3 separate regions of the Zea mays genome follow, and regions 1 and 2 are each linked to region 3. Evidence: chromatin contacts called from public Hi-C data. All regions are on one chromosome and are shown on one strand. Each heading gives the region's core, a stretch centred on a gene start, on an enhancer-like site or on the middle of the called end of the contact. The rest is flanking DNA. Distances are from core to core; before and after follow the strand shown.

Region 1 (4,261 bases), core at 1,066-3,565, 150 kb after region 3:
GTCCCTTTGTGAAGAGAACGACTCTGATACCAATTGAGAGCACCTAGAGGGGGGGGTGAATAGGTGATCCTGTGAAACTTGAAAACTTAAGCCACAAAACTTGGTTAATCGTTAGCACAATAATTGCCAAGTGGCTAGAGAGGAATCCTCAACAAAACACAATAACCAATAAGGATCAATCACAGAGATGGCACGGTGGTTATCCCGTGGTTCGGCCAAGACCAACGCTTGCCTACTCCACGTTGTGGCATCCCAACGGACGAGGGTTGCAATCAACCCCTCTCAAGCGGTCCAAAGACCCACTTGAATACCACAGTGTTTTGCTTGCTTTTTCTCAATCCCGTTTGCGAGGAATCTCCACAACTTGGAGCCTCTCGCCCTTACACTTGAAATTCACAAAGAACACGGAGCAAGGGAGGGATTAGCAACACACACAAGACACAAGAAACAGAGTGTCAACACGCACACAAGTCGCAACAAGAGCTCGCAACACAACTCAATGAGTTCACAACTCCACTAGAGCTCTATATGCTATCACAATGAAAAGAATGTGCGAAATCGATGTCTTGGTGCTTAGGAATGTTGTAGGAATGCTTAGTATACTCCTCCATGCGCCTAGGGGTCCCTTTTATAGCCCCAAGGCAGCTAGGAGCCGTTGAGAGCAATCCAGGAAGGCTGATCTTTCCTTCTGTCGACTGGCGCACCGGACAGTCCGGTGCACACCGGACACTGTCCGGTGCCCGATTTCTTTCCTTAAATGGCGAAGCCGACCGTTGGCAGACTTGGAGCCGTTGGCACACCGGACATGTCCGGTGCACACCGGACAGTCCGGTGCCTCCTTCTAGCCGTTGGCTCGGCCACGTGGCCCGCGCAGATCGCGCGGCCGACCGTTGGCCCGGCCGACCGGTGGCTCACCGGACAGTCCGGTGCACACCGGACAGTCCGGTGAATTATAGCCGTACATCGCCGGTGAATTCCCGAGAGCGGCCATTTCGCTCGAGCCAGCCTGGCGCACCGGACACTGTCCGGTGCACCACCGGACAGTCCGGTGCCCCCAGACTCAGCAGATTCTTGGCTGCTCGAGCCAAGACATTTCCAATTGGATTTTTCCTGTTTCCAGCACTTAGACACAACACATTAGTCCATAGAACAATGTACTAAGTCTGAGAAACATACCTTTATCCTTGATTTGTACTTTGTCCACCTTTTTACACTAGGGCACTTGTGTTGGACACTAAATCACCAAAATACTTAGAAATGGCCCAAGGGCACATTTCCCTTTCAACTGCGCCCCCTCGCCCCATGACCTTCGCCTCCACGAAGTCACTCCCCCTGAGAACCCCGCTCTACGCCCCCCTGACAACCTCGCTCCCCTCTCGTGACCTCCACCTTCGTGTCGTCTCCCCCAACCCCACCCCGGGAACCCCGCTTCGCGCCTCCCTCGCCCCGACAACCTCGCTCCCCCGTCGCCACCGCCTGGGTCAGGTCGGATCCACGTTTGGCGGCCCGTTGTCCAGGTGCGCGGCAGGAGAAGAGGTACCTGATGACCTAGCAGAAGTCCCAGTAGTATATCTCCCAGAACCTGGATGCCTCTGCCTCCCCTTCGCGCTCGATTGCGCACACGCCCCCACCCCATGACCTTTGCCTCCACGTCGTTATTCCCCCCGAGTACCCTGCTCCGCGCCCCCTGTCGTCTCCCCCAACCACTCGCCTGAGGCCTACCTCGGGTGGGAGACACAGTCACGACTCACCCGAGGCCGACCCGGGCGACAGATGTAGTCACGACTCGCCGAGGCCTAATGCGAGAGACGCAGTCACGACTCGCCCGAGGCCAACCTCGGCCGGGAGACGCAATCACGACTTGCACGAGGGCTACCCATGTCGGGAGACGCAGTCACGACTCGCCAGAGGCCGACCTCGGGCGGGAGATGCCGTCACGACTCGCTCGAGGCCAACCTCGGGTGGAAGACGCAATCACAACTCGCCCGAGGCCTACCTCAGACGGAAGACGCAGTCACGACTCGATCGAGGCCGACATCGGACGGAGACACATTCACGACTCGCCCAAGGCCGACCTCAGGTGGGAGACGCAGTCACGACTCGCTCGAGGCTAACCTCAGGCGGAGACGCAGTCACGACTCGCCTGAGACCAACAATAACAATACATAAAGTTGTTTTACAATATTGATAATGTTTGCCACACAGAATTTACATATTATATTAATGTTTGTTGTTGTGTATATATGTTTAGTACAAATTTTTTACTCCCGTCAATGAGAAAAGGAAGAGAAAAAGAAAGAAACATGCTTGCTACTTGCTAGCGTTGGGTTATCTGTTTGAGGTATTGGGCCAAAATGTAAGAGTAGAAACAACCCCAGCCGCCGCCAACCCCAACCCCGTTCTCCGGCCCGCCGCTCTCTCTCTCCTAGTCCCCTTCTATCGTGGCAACGACGAGCGACAGTCGCTGCCGCCCTACGGCAGGTGCCCAGGTCTTCTTCGGTCCCTTCGCCGTCGACGAGCACTACCAGGTACGCGCACCCCTTTATCTTCCCTTCCCTGCTGCGCGAAGCCGTGCACCCAAACCCTGTACTCGGATCTGATATACTTACAAGTGTATACGTGTATTATGCTTACTAGCTTCGATTGTCTTGCAAAAAAAAAAAATATGTCGGGTGTACATGTGTACACCCATGTCCTTTACTTGGTCCGCCCTTGTCCCTTAATGTAGCTGGAAAGGGTAGGCCTTCGTGTTATGATTATGAATCTGTGCCCTAGATTGTGACTTCAGAATCGGGCGCTACCATTCCATGCCGGTGCTTAGATTTTGACTTCGGAGAGAGTTGCAAAAAAAAAAAAATCATGCACTTGACTCGGTGATGCTTTTGCTGGTAGTGAATTCGTGAATGTGAGCTGTGTTTCACTTTGTCAATTCCCAGTATATGGAACTAATTAGACTGAATTGTCAATGATAACACAAATTTGATGGTTGCTTGTAACAGTTTTCTTTCGTTATTAACAAAAGAGCAACGATTTGGGAACGTGGTGTCCAGGGGCTTAATAGTTCTCAAATATGTGGACTAAGTGTGTGAACTCTTAGGTTGTACACATATTGTAATTTATGCAAATTTCAAGCTTAATTGTTGAACTTAAGATATTATGTGATGTTTTAAATTATATCATACTTTTTTATACTTATATACTGAAACGGTTGGCAAATCTTATAGTTGTTTAACTAATTATACCATACTTTTTTTATACTTATATACTGAAACGGTTGGCAAATCTTATAGTTGTTTAACTAATTGCTCATTCGAATGTCAGAAAATCTTATAGTTGTTTACCTAATTGACCATTGGAATATATCAAATGTATGTTGGAGTATTGGCTCAGCATGGACTTGAAATTAAAATCCTGGATTAGCTGCTGTTTGTTACTTTGTTTGTACCACCAGCTCAGGGATTAATCTGTTTGGAAAATCATTATAGTTTCTTGGACATAAGATATTTGTTGCTAGAATTCCATTTTTTCCCATTGAATTAAACATAGCTTTGTTCTACAAACACACACATGTATGAGCATTTCATGTAAAACAATGTTACCGCTTTTCTTCATATTCAATATCTAGGACATTTAGCTTCTCTAGGTTCCTGTGTAAATAAAAGCGTGTGGTAATACTCCTGGCCACTGAGGGTCGGCACTAATGGCCCTGCATGTTTTAGCTCCCAGCAGAATTTAGGTTCACATACAATTTGCATTCACACACATAAGGTGCTGGATCTTGCTAGCTTCTAGACCCAAAGCCATTCCAGTTCCAGTCAGTTTTGTGCATGGCTGACTGTCACCAAGCCAAAAGCTCTGACCTGGTGAATGGTGATGTCTTCCTGTTATTCTACTGCGACACCTAACATCTTATCCGTATTCGCTTACACTCCATTACCCTGTGAAACTCTCCTGGTCCACCTCTCATGTGGCTTGTTTTGGTAGAGGAAACTACTCTGTTCGGTTGCAGAAGAGTGATGTTTGTAGATGGACCACTTACCCCCAAACACAACTTCATCTGCATTTCTTACTATAACAACATCATCAACAACAACAACAAATCCTTTTTAGTCCGAAGCAAGTTGGGTAGGCTAGAGTTGGAACCCAATAGAAATCACAAGTTAAGGTTCAGGCACATGGATAGCTGTTTTACATGCACTCTTATTCAAGGCTAAATCTTTGGTATATTCCATCCTTTCAAGTCTTCTTTACTGCATCTTCC
Region 2 (3,890 bases), core at 113-2,612, 160 kb before region 3:
TACAGAAACTGAAAGGCTGACTGGGGAGCAGACTATGATTAATAGAAAGTTAAGAATGATCAAACAAACAACATATGAGTTCATCAAGATGCCAAAAGGATTTGGCTTTGATGGAACATCTCAACAGAGTAGAAGCTTTGCTCAAGAAAACAAATAACAGCGCACTACCAAAAGCTGACACAAAACTCAGCTTTTAACGGAATTCTAAGCCATAAAGATGGAACCTTCCATTCCCTCAAGGCATACTGGATCATCTTTGGATCAAGGGAAGGATCGGTGAAAAAAAAAGTGCACAACCGAATCCAAGATTCTGGGGTTCTCCGGCTGTGGCCAAAATCAAACACTGCTGAATTACCGAACAAAACTAACTGATGAGTCACTAACACTGAGGTGCAAACCTGACAAAACTAACTTATACCCAACTAAACTGAACCCTCCAGGGGATAACACCCTAGTCTTTACGGATCAACTACGCGGCATACAGCTCACAAAGTCAAACACTTGGCCACCAAAGAAAGGCACCACAAGCTTAACTGAAATCAAGAAACAACGGTACGCCCAACTGGAAAACATACGTCGGAGACCTGATCCGAGTAGGATCCCCTGGTCTGATGGGCTAGACGATCTACCCATTCGACGAAATGCCGAAAAAAGATCAAGTGATCCTGGAGAGCTCAAGATCAAATCTCTCACCGCGCGACGGCCGAGCAAAGTTGGTACGCACGAAAGAGCAATAAAAAAACAGCCAAAACGGAACAGCTGGACTGAATAGCACTACGCCCGCCACCCATCCAACAAAATGCCTGGCCGGCCGGCCAGCACTCCCGATCAATAAACCTCGCGGCACGCAAGCAAGGATCGCCCACCTGGAAGAACAAGGCGCAGCTCGGGGAGACGCCATCCCAGACGAGTCGTCACGGCCTGGACGGACGGAGCAGAACTGAGCTGAGCTGCACGCGAGCACAGGAAGCAGGTGCGGGTCAATGCGACGGGGAGCAGAGCAGGAGCAGAGGCGAGGGCCGGAGGAAGAGGGTGGAGTTTGCAGAGGAGGATCTAATGGCCGCGAGCGGGGCGGGGGCGCAGCGTCCATGTGACGAGAATAGTATAAAATTTGCGCGGGGTGGCGGAGGGGCAGGCTGGGCAGCTGGTGCAAGGAATCGAGCCCGCGGGGGCGGATGGGCCATGTGCGCAGCGAAAAGAATTGCGCAACTGGCGACGCCCTCCGCCCGACTTGTTTAGTCTTCGCTCTCGTGGCTGATTTCTTTTTTCCGTTTCTCGCCGGCCAATCTGGCCGCCGCCCCGTGGTGGTGGTAGTGGTGGGCGCGGAGGGAAGCGACGAGGGGAGGCGGTTAATAAACGCGGCGGGGGAACCGGGCGGACGGGGGAGTTTTTTAAATGATGGCTGCGGTCGTGCGGGGTAACGAGCTCGCCGAGTCAGCCGCCTGAGTGCCTGGTACCATGCTTCTGGAGTTCTGGGCCATGGTCATGGTCTATTGGTCTCATGGACGTCCTAGCTTGGATTTGCGTCCGTATAATGTGACGACGCACAATTATATTTAATACCTATAAAAATAAATTTAATATTAAAGTAAACATATAATTCATATATTAAATATTAGAGTGATAAAAACAAATATTATATTTTATTTTATCTAAAAGGCCAACAAAGTTTATGAGTTCAAAAAGAGTCTAATCTGTTTTTTTATAGCTTGCTCGATCGCTTATTGTCCTTCAGCTAACGAGGTGATACATATGAGAGTCCTGAGTTATGTGTGGCTTTTTGTCGTATTATGTTTGAGTGATTTATCATAACACATATGTTGTGTAACAATCAGTAGCGGACCAAGCTGCTACGCTTAGGGTGTGCCGAAAAAATATAAAAAAAGAAACAAAAAAAACAAAGATCAATAAAACTCGAACCTTGACTGTCAAGTTCAAAAGATAGTATTTACATCACTATGCTAACTAATCTTATATGATCTTAGAGTGTGCCGTGGGCCACATAAACCACCCACTAGGTCCGCCCCTAGTAACAATATATAAGGCCCATTGTTGGACAAGAAGTGGGAGACAAGGATATATTTACGCGTTTTGTATGTGACGTAAGAAATTGGTGCTTTAAAAAGGATAAGGATTATCATATATTTTATTTTTCTAGTTTTACGTCCACTTTCTCTTTGATCAGTTTATAAAAACAATTTCGAGGTATTTTTTACCTTCTAAATATTTATTCCTATGAATTTCCCTTTTTGTTTGCGACAAAAAAGCATCGCTACGAATGTATAGTAGGGTCACAGTCCCGACAACACCCAAATGATTCGTACTACTATACTCCTTGGTCTAACATTGTTTTGTCTGATGCCGAAAATCCGGAAATCATGTGATTTTTATTACAAGGGCCATAAAAACTAACTAGCCCACTATTATCATAATAGAAAATTGAAATACTTTCATAGTTAAACAATTTTGGTGTACTTTTGGCTTACCTAGTAAAAATGAATAATTTTCATCGGTCATAACACAGTTGATGAAAATTATCTAATTTTATCGGTAAAAAGATAACAATTAGTAATTTTCATCAACTATCAGAAACCAGACCAAATATAATAGTGTCAAACAGTAGATGAAAATTAAGTGTTTACACCGTTTGATCGGGCCTCCCTCTTTCTTCCTCCTCTCACTCTACTTGTACGGTATCGTGTCACCACATCGTGATGTCCCCATATTGTCCCACCCAGACAAGCCATGTTGCCCTTGCGATCCTCGCCTCCGCCCTTCTATGTTACCTCTGTCCAAGTTCACTGTGACTTCTAATTTCTATCGGTTGTCCAAGAAATTTATATTTATTAATCTATTAACTATCAATTATTCTTTGATTAATTTAGTAATCGGCATGTATTTTTAGTATATTAATTTGGTAAAGATAATTACAATGAAATATTGAATGATTAATCTTTTAAGTTAATTAGATTGAATATTTTTCTTGTAATAAGTACTAGTATTTAAACAAAATATGGTAGTATAAAATAATTTAATTTAAAAGCATGTACAATATGATGTTTCGAAATTGTCAGTATTTGGACATCTTCGGAGTGGTCGACAGTATATATATATATATATATATATATATATATATATATATATATATATATATATATATATATATATATATATATATATATATATATATATATATATATATATATATATATATATATATATATATATATATATAAGATTTTGTTGTCATAACCCTGTTGTTCTTTATTGCACTATAGTTGTGTATGAGATAGAGAACATCGTGCTATATTTTGCTCGTGATAAAATCACGCTATGTTGGTCGTTCTTGGTGGGTTTAGGACCTATCGTTTTCCATAGATGTAGGATCGTGATATATCTAAGGAGAGAAGCCATCAACTATCTTTAATCTTTAGTATCAAATATGAGCGATGATTGTTGATAGATGTATGATCGTGCATTCTCTTTATCATCCACTGATATTGTAATGTTTCCATGCAACAAGTGTTAGAATTATATGTCATGACAAGAGAAAGGTGCCAATGGATCTTTGTGCGTTTGGTTTCGTACCAAGTTATAAAGCATGGATACACCATGGTGAGTCACAATATTGACATACAGAAGTGAAAGAGCATGACATGACGTGCAATGACATGACGAGTGAGATTCTTGATGCTATATAACCAAAGTTTGAGCTAGAGTACAAGGATTCATCTATGTCAGTTGTCAAAAAGTTCTTCTATGTTCTGAAAGCTTCAGAAGAACCATTGCATGAATACATGATAGTTACAATTTTCGGTTTTGTACCAGACTTATGCCTATAAAGTCTAAGTTTGCATTTTCAAATAATTAATATAAATACCTAGTAAACT
Region 3 (4,019 bases), core at 200-2,699:
TGGAGGGCTTGTCGAGGACGGCGTGGGCGGAGATGACGTGGGCGGTGAGGGTATGGCCGTGCATCTAGGGGCGCGGTTGGTCCACGGTGGTGAAGCACCGTCATTGGGGCTCGTGCTAGGGGCGGGCCGTAGCGGACGGTGCCAGGGGCGGGGCGTTGACCGAAGTGCAGCATGCCACGGTGGTGGCGACCCCCGCCACGAGCTCCCCTTCCAAGTGCGACGCCGACTCCTCGCCCTTGGTAGCGTCCCCCGCATTGTTGGAGATAAGTATGAGCTCCGCCCCCACCAGAGGTGGCCGCTCCCGCCCCCTCGTCCGCGCCCTCCTCACGTTCAAGGACCCTAGGTCCCTAGACGGAGGGGGAAGGGGCATGTTGCACGGGGAACCGGCGACCGACAACCCAGATGTTCTCATAGCAGCGGCGGGCGGATGGGTGGCACCATAGCTACTTCGGGCGACATTTGCTTCGGATGGGCGGCGACAGTGGTAAGAAACCCTAGACGGCGCTCGCAATGACCTCAGCTACCCGATCCTGTCTGCTTTGCGAAGTGATTTGAGCCGTAGCGAGCGGTCCGCCATCGGACCTGTCCCGACATGCGAACGCGGTGGGGTTGCGGATGCAGATGGGCGCGCCCCAACATGCGCGGAGCATGCTTGGCGCAGCATGCGGGGGAGGCAGAAGAGGCGGAACGGAGGCAGAAGAGGCGGAACGGATGGGGATCGCAGGCGCAGTGGATGGGGCTTTTGGCTTCACGAGGCGGATCAGGGCGTGTGGTGGTGGGCGAATCGAATGGTTGAGATTGCCGAACGATATATCGGACGGTTGAGATTGTATAATGGCAGAACGACAGGCTACCCTTGCCGTCTTAATAAGTAGTAGAGATAATGTCAACTGTGGGAATTCTTATAGTAGCACACTATAAAACTGTATATCCGTTTATGTTTATGTTGTCGATACTGTGGCAATTGAAGAAATTGAGGATTGTCAAATTGATTTGGTAGGAAATAATGACTGTCTACAATAGAGTTTGAAGATTAGAGGATGTTGAACTATAGATGACATTATTTATAGAGAAAAGTTTGAAGAGAATTTTGTACTGTGGAGATAGCCTAACTGTCATACGGCGTACATCCCAGCAGGGCAGCACTAGAGACGATCTAATCTGTTTGGTTGTGGGACAGCCAGGACAGGGACATCCCCTGTCGTCCTCTCCTGTCCCTCTAATTTTAAGGGACAACAGAGGACAACACTGGATAGTCCTGTCCCAATCCTTGTCCCAGAACCAAACAATCTAATTTTAGGGATCGTCCCATCCTATCCCGTCCTGTCATTGCAACCAAACGCAAAAAACGGTGACAAAAATCTTGAAAAAAGCAACGTTGTGATTTGTGGAATGACGTGGCTCTGTGATGTACACTGTATAATAAAGGGGCCACCCATCAGGAGAGACAAGCAAATTTCCCAAACGCAAAACCGCATCCTCTCATCAGCTTCCTTCCACATTCGTCTCGAGATCTCGCCCCGTCGCCATGGACGCGATCGACAGCGTGGTGGATCCCCTCCGCGACTTCGCCAAGGACAGCGTCCGCCTCGTCAAGCGCTGCCACAAGCCCGACCGCAAGGGTACCTGCCAGGATCCCTCCTTCCGCCGCGCCCTGTTCGTATCCGAGTTGTTTTGGTTCGACCACCGTCAGATCTGACGGTGTTTCTCTGGGATCTGTGCTTGCAGAGTTCACCAAGGTGGCGGCGCGGACGGCGATCGGGTTCGTCGTCATGGGCTTCGTCGGCTTCTTCGTTAAGCTCATCTTCATCCCCATCAACAACATCATCGTCGGTTCCGGCTAGGTTCGTGTCTACTATTCCATTATTATCTACCCAAATCCGTTAGATTTTCTTGTTTCGATGTCGTTGTTTGCGGATCTGCGGTGCGCGGTTCTGTTTGTGTGTGCACGCTTTTGAGGGGTGAAATTAGGTGGTGCGGAGACCGTGGGGCTGGTAACATCTCGGCCGATCTGAGTATGCTTGTTCACTATGGCTGTGAATTTTGTTTTCGTGGCCTATCATTCTCGATTAGGTGGAAACTGGGTTACTGGATTTTACCTCCATGATCTTTGGATAGAGTCAGATATACTTGTAGCAAGAGAAATTTTAGCAGTATACTTATCAGAATAAAAATTCTAGCAGGTGATTACTGCAGTTTCATCTGTTCACATTTGCAGTAGCAGTAGCGGATTATGTAAGTCGTTGGTCCCAACTGGTTGTGACTTGTGAACCCAGTTTTGAATCCCAGCCTCAAGTCAGTATCAGTTTATAACTCATCAGAGTTATTTATGTAGGTTTAGTACAAGTTGCAAAGTTGTTCCTTTTGTCTGAGTTGCTGAGGAGAGTTGGACTCTATCATTCCTCACTACTCTACATATGGGACCTATTATGCTAAAACACGTTGTCGAATTTCCAACTCAAATACTACCAAGGCAAACATAATTGTACATTGTATAGTACCGGCCCTTGATTTATTTTGTTATTGGAACACATTTTTTGCAACCTTCCTAACTGCAAACATGATGGTTCAAGCTATGCGAATGGCGGATTCCCTCTCATGGTTATTAAAGCGGTAGAACGTTAAGAACCAACTTTTCAACGTTTAAATGTTTAAATGAACGTTGAAACGTCTTTTCAGACTAACATAAAACATGATATACTCTTTTAACCTCTTTTCCGGAAGGTAGATGAGACACATATACAAGTTTCAATGGGAATATTCAAACAGGTAAAAGAAGAAACAAAAAGAAAACCATGTGTGGCTTCTTCAGAAGGAACCCAGTAAAAACAGTGTGCTTGAAGCAATAGCACGCAGACACACCTCAACATTATATTTGAGCATCAGACCAAAATCACTACAGCAGAAACTGCAGCTTCATGGTTGCAATCAAGGGCACGGCACAAACTTTTAATCTAAATGAAAAAAGATATGAAGAATCTTATAACCAAAAAAAACCTACCAGTTAGCAACCCAATGAGCCTATGCACAAAACCGAAGGCGCCCTTCAGAAGCCGGATAAACAGTAGTGCACCTCAAGCTCATCCCATGGAGACTTTAGCACCACCACTCAAGCCCAAATCGTTGTGCATGCACAGCTCAGAAAGACAAGCGAGCAGGATGGACGATTCTACTGTAGCATGATTAAAAACAGCATCAGCACTTCAGCTTCAGCAGCATTCGTCAATATTGCATATGCATGGTGGCTGGCGCACTGGCTGGCTGCGCAGTGCACTGTGTTTTGGATACGAACAGCAGCAGAATGTGAATACGAACAGCAGCAGAATACGAACAGCGGTTGGACCTGCCGACCCGGGCGGTTGCGCACTGGCGGCTCTCTGGAGCAGGCGCACTGCGCACTGGGCGGTTGCGCCTGGACTGTGCACTGGCGGCGGCTGTAGGTGGAGGGAGGACCGGAGGAGGGAGGAGGGGGGCGGCGGCGTACCTGGAGGGCGGAGGACGGCCGACGGCGGCAGCGTCTGTCTCTGGCGGCTCCGCGGCTGTGCGTCTGGCAGTTTGGCGGCTGGAGCAAGCTTGCTGGTTAAAGGCCCATTAAGGCCCAACAACTTATAGACGCACATAACGTCCGTAGAACGGGTAAAACGTCCAGAACGCGCGTTCCGACGTTTAAACGTCGCTTAAACGTCCAAAACGGACGTTCTACGCAGTTTTTTTAAAACGTACGGACGCTTTAACTCCTAATCACGTTTTAGCGCTTAAACGACGCTTAATCGTCGTTTAAACGACGCTTTAATAACCATGTTCCCTCTAAATCTAGTCGTGACAATCTCCCCCAGCCCCCAATAAGGATTTTTTCAACAAAACCTATTGATGATCAATTATGGATGGATGCTTATAACGTGGATTTATTTTTGCATAAGGGAGCTGAGTAGTTGACAGTTCATCTCTTTGATAAAGTTTTATTTTGCCAGCTTCTGTTTTGAGGAATGGTTAAGGCTTTCGAGTAGCACCTCTAGGTC

The links. A called contact is a pair of places that touch in the nucleus more often than the background predicts.
Region 1: a contact with region 3 is called in a Hi-C map of leaf, with 5 times the contacts expected there. The contact joins the promoter of LOC100193655 here to the promoter of LOC100282298 in region 3. A contact is called at or near these places in 2 of 25 Hi-C or Micro-C datasets (leaf and tassel).
Region 2: a contact with region 3 is called in a Hi-C map of ear, with 2.7 times the contacts expected there. The contact joins the promoter of LOC103638868 here to the promoter of LOC100282298 in region 3. A contact is called at or near these places in 7 of 25 Hi-C or Micro-C datasets (ear, endosperm, leaf and 2 more).

What each region holds. Positions count from the first base shown.
Region 1 is chr9:113,321,662-113,325,922 of Zm-B73-REFERENCE-NAM-5.0, forward strand. LOC100193655 reads left to right here and starts at 2,316. Exons shown (of 2, transcript NM_001138749.1): 1 at 2,316-2,528.
Region 2 is chr9:113,018,574-113,022,463 of Zm-B73-REFERENCE-NAM-5.0, forward strand. It overlaps LOC103638868 (probable histidine kinase 1), which reads right to left and starts at 1,363. Exons shown (of 13, transcript XM_020544106.1): 1 at 867-1,363.
Region 3 is chr9:113,174,409-113,178,427 of Zm-B73-REFERENCE-NAM-5.0, forward strand. LOC100282298 (protein transport protein SEC61 gamma subunit) reads left to right here and starts at 1,450. Exons shown (of 3, transcript NM_001291547.1): 1 at 1,450-1,622; 2 at 1,729-1,844. The coding sequence starts at 1,529. The coding sequence ends at 1,844. LOC109942238 (a long non-coding RNA gene) reads right to left here and starts at 3,992. Exons shown (of 2, transcript XR_002264925.2): 1 at 3,485-3,992; 2 at 2,843-3,172.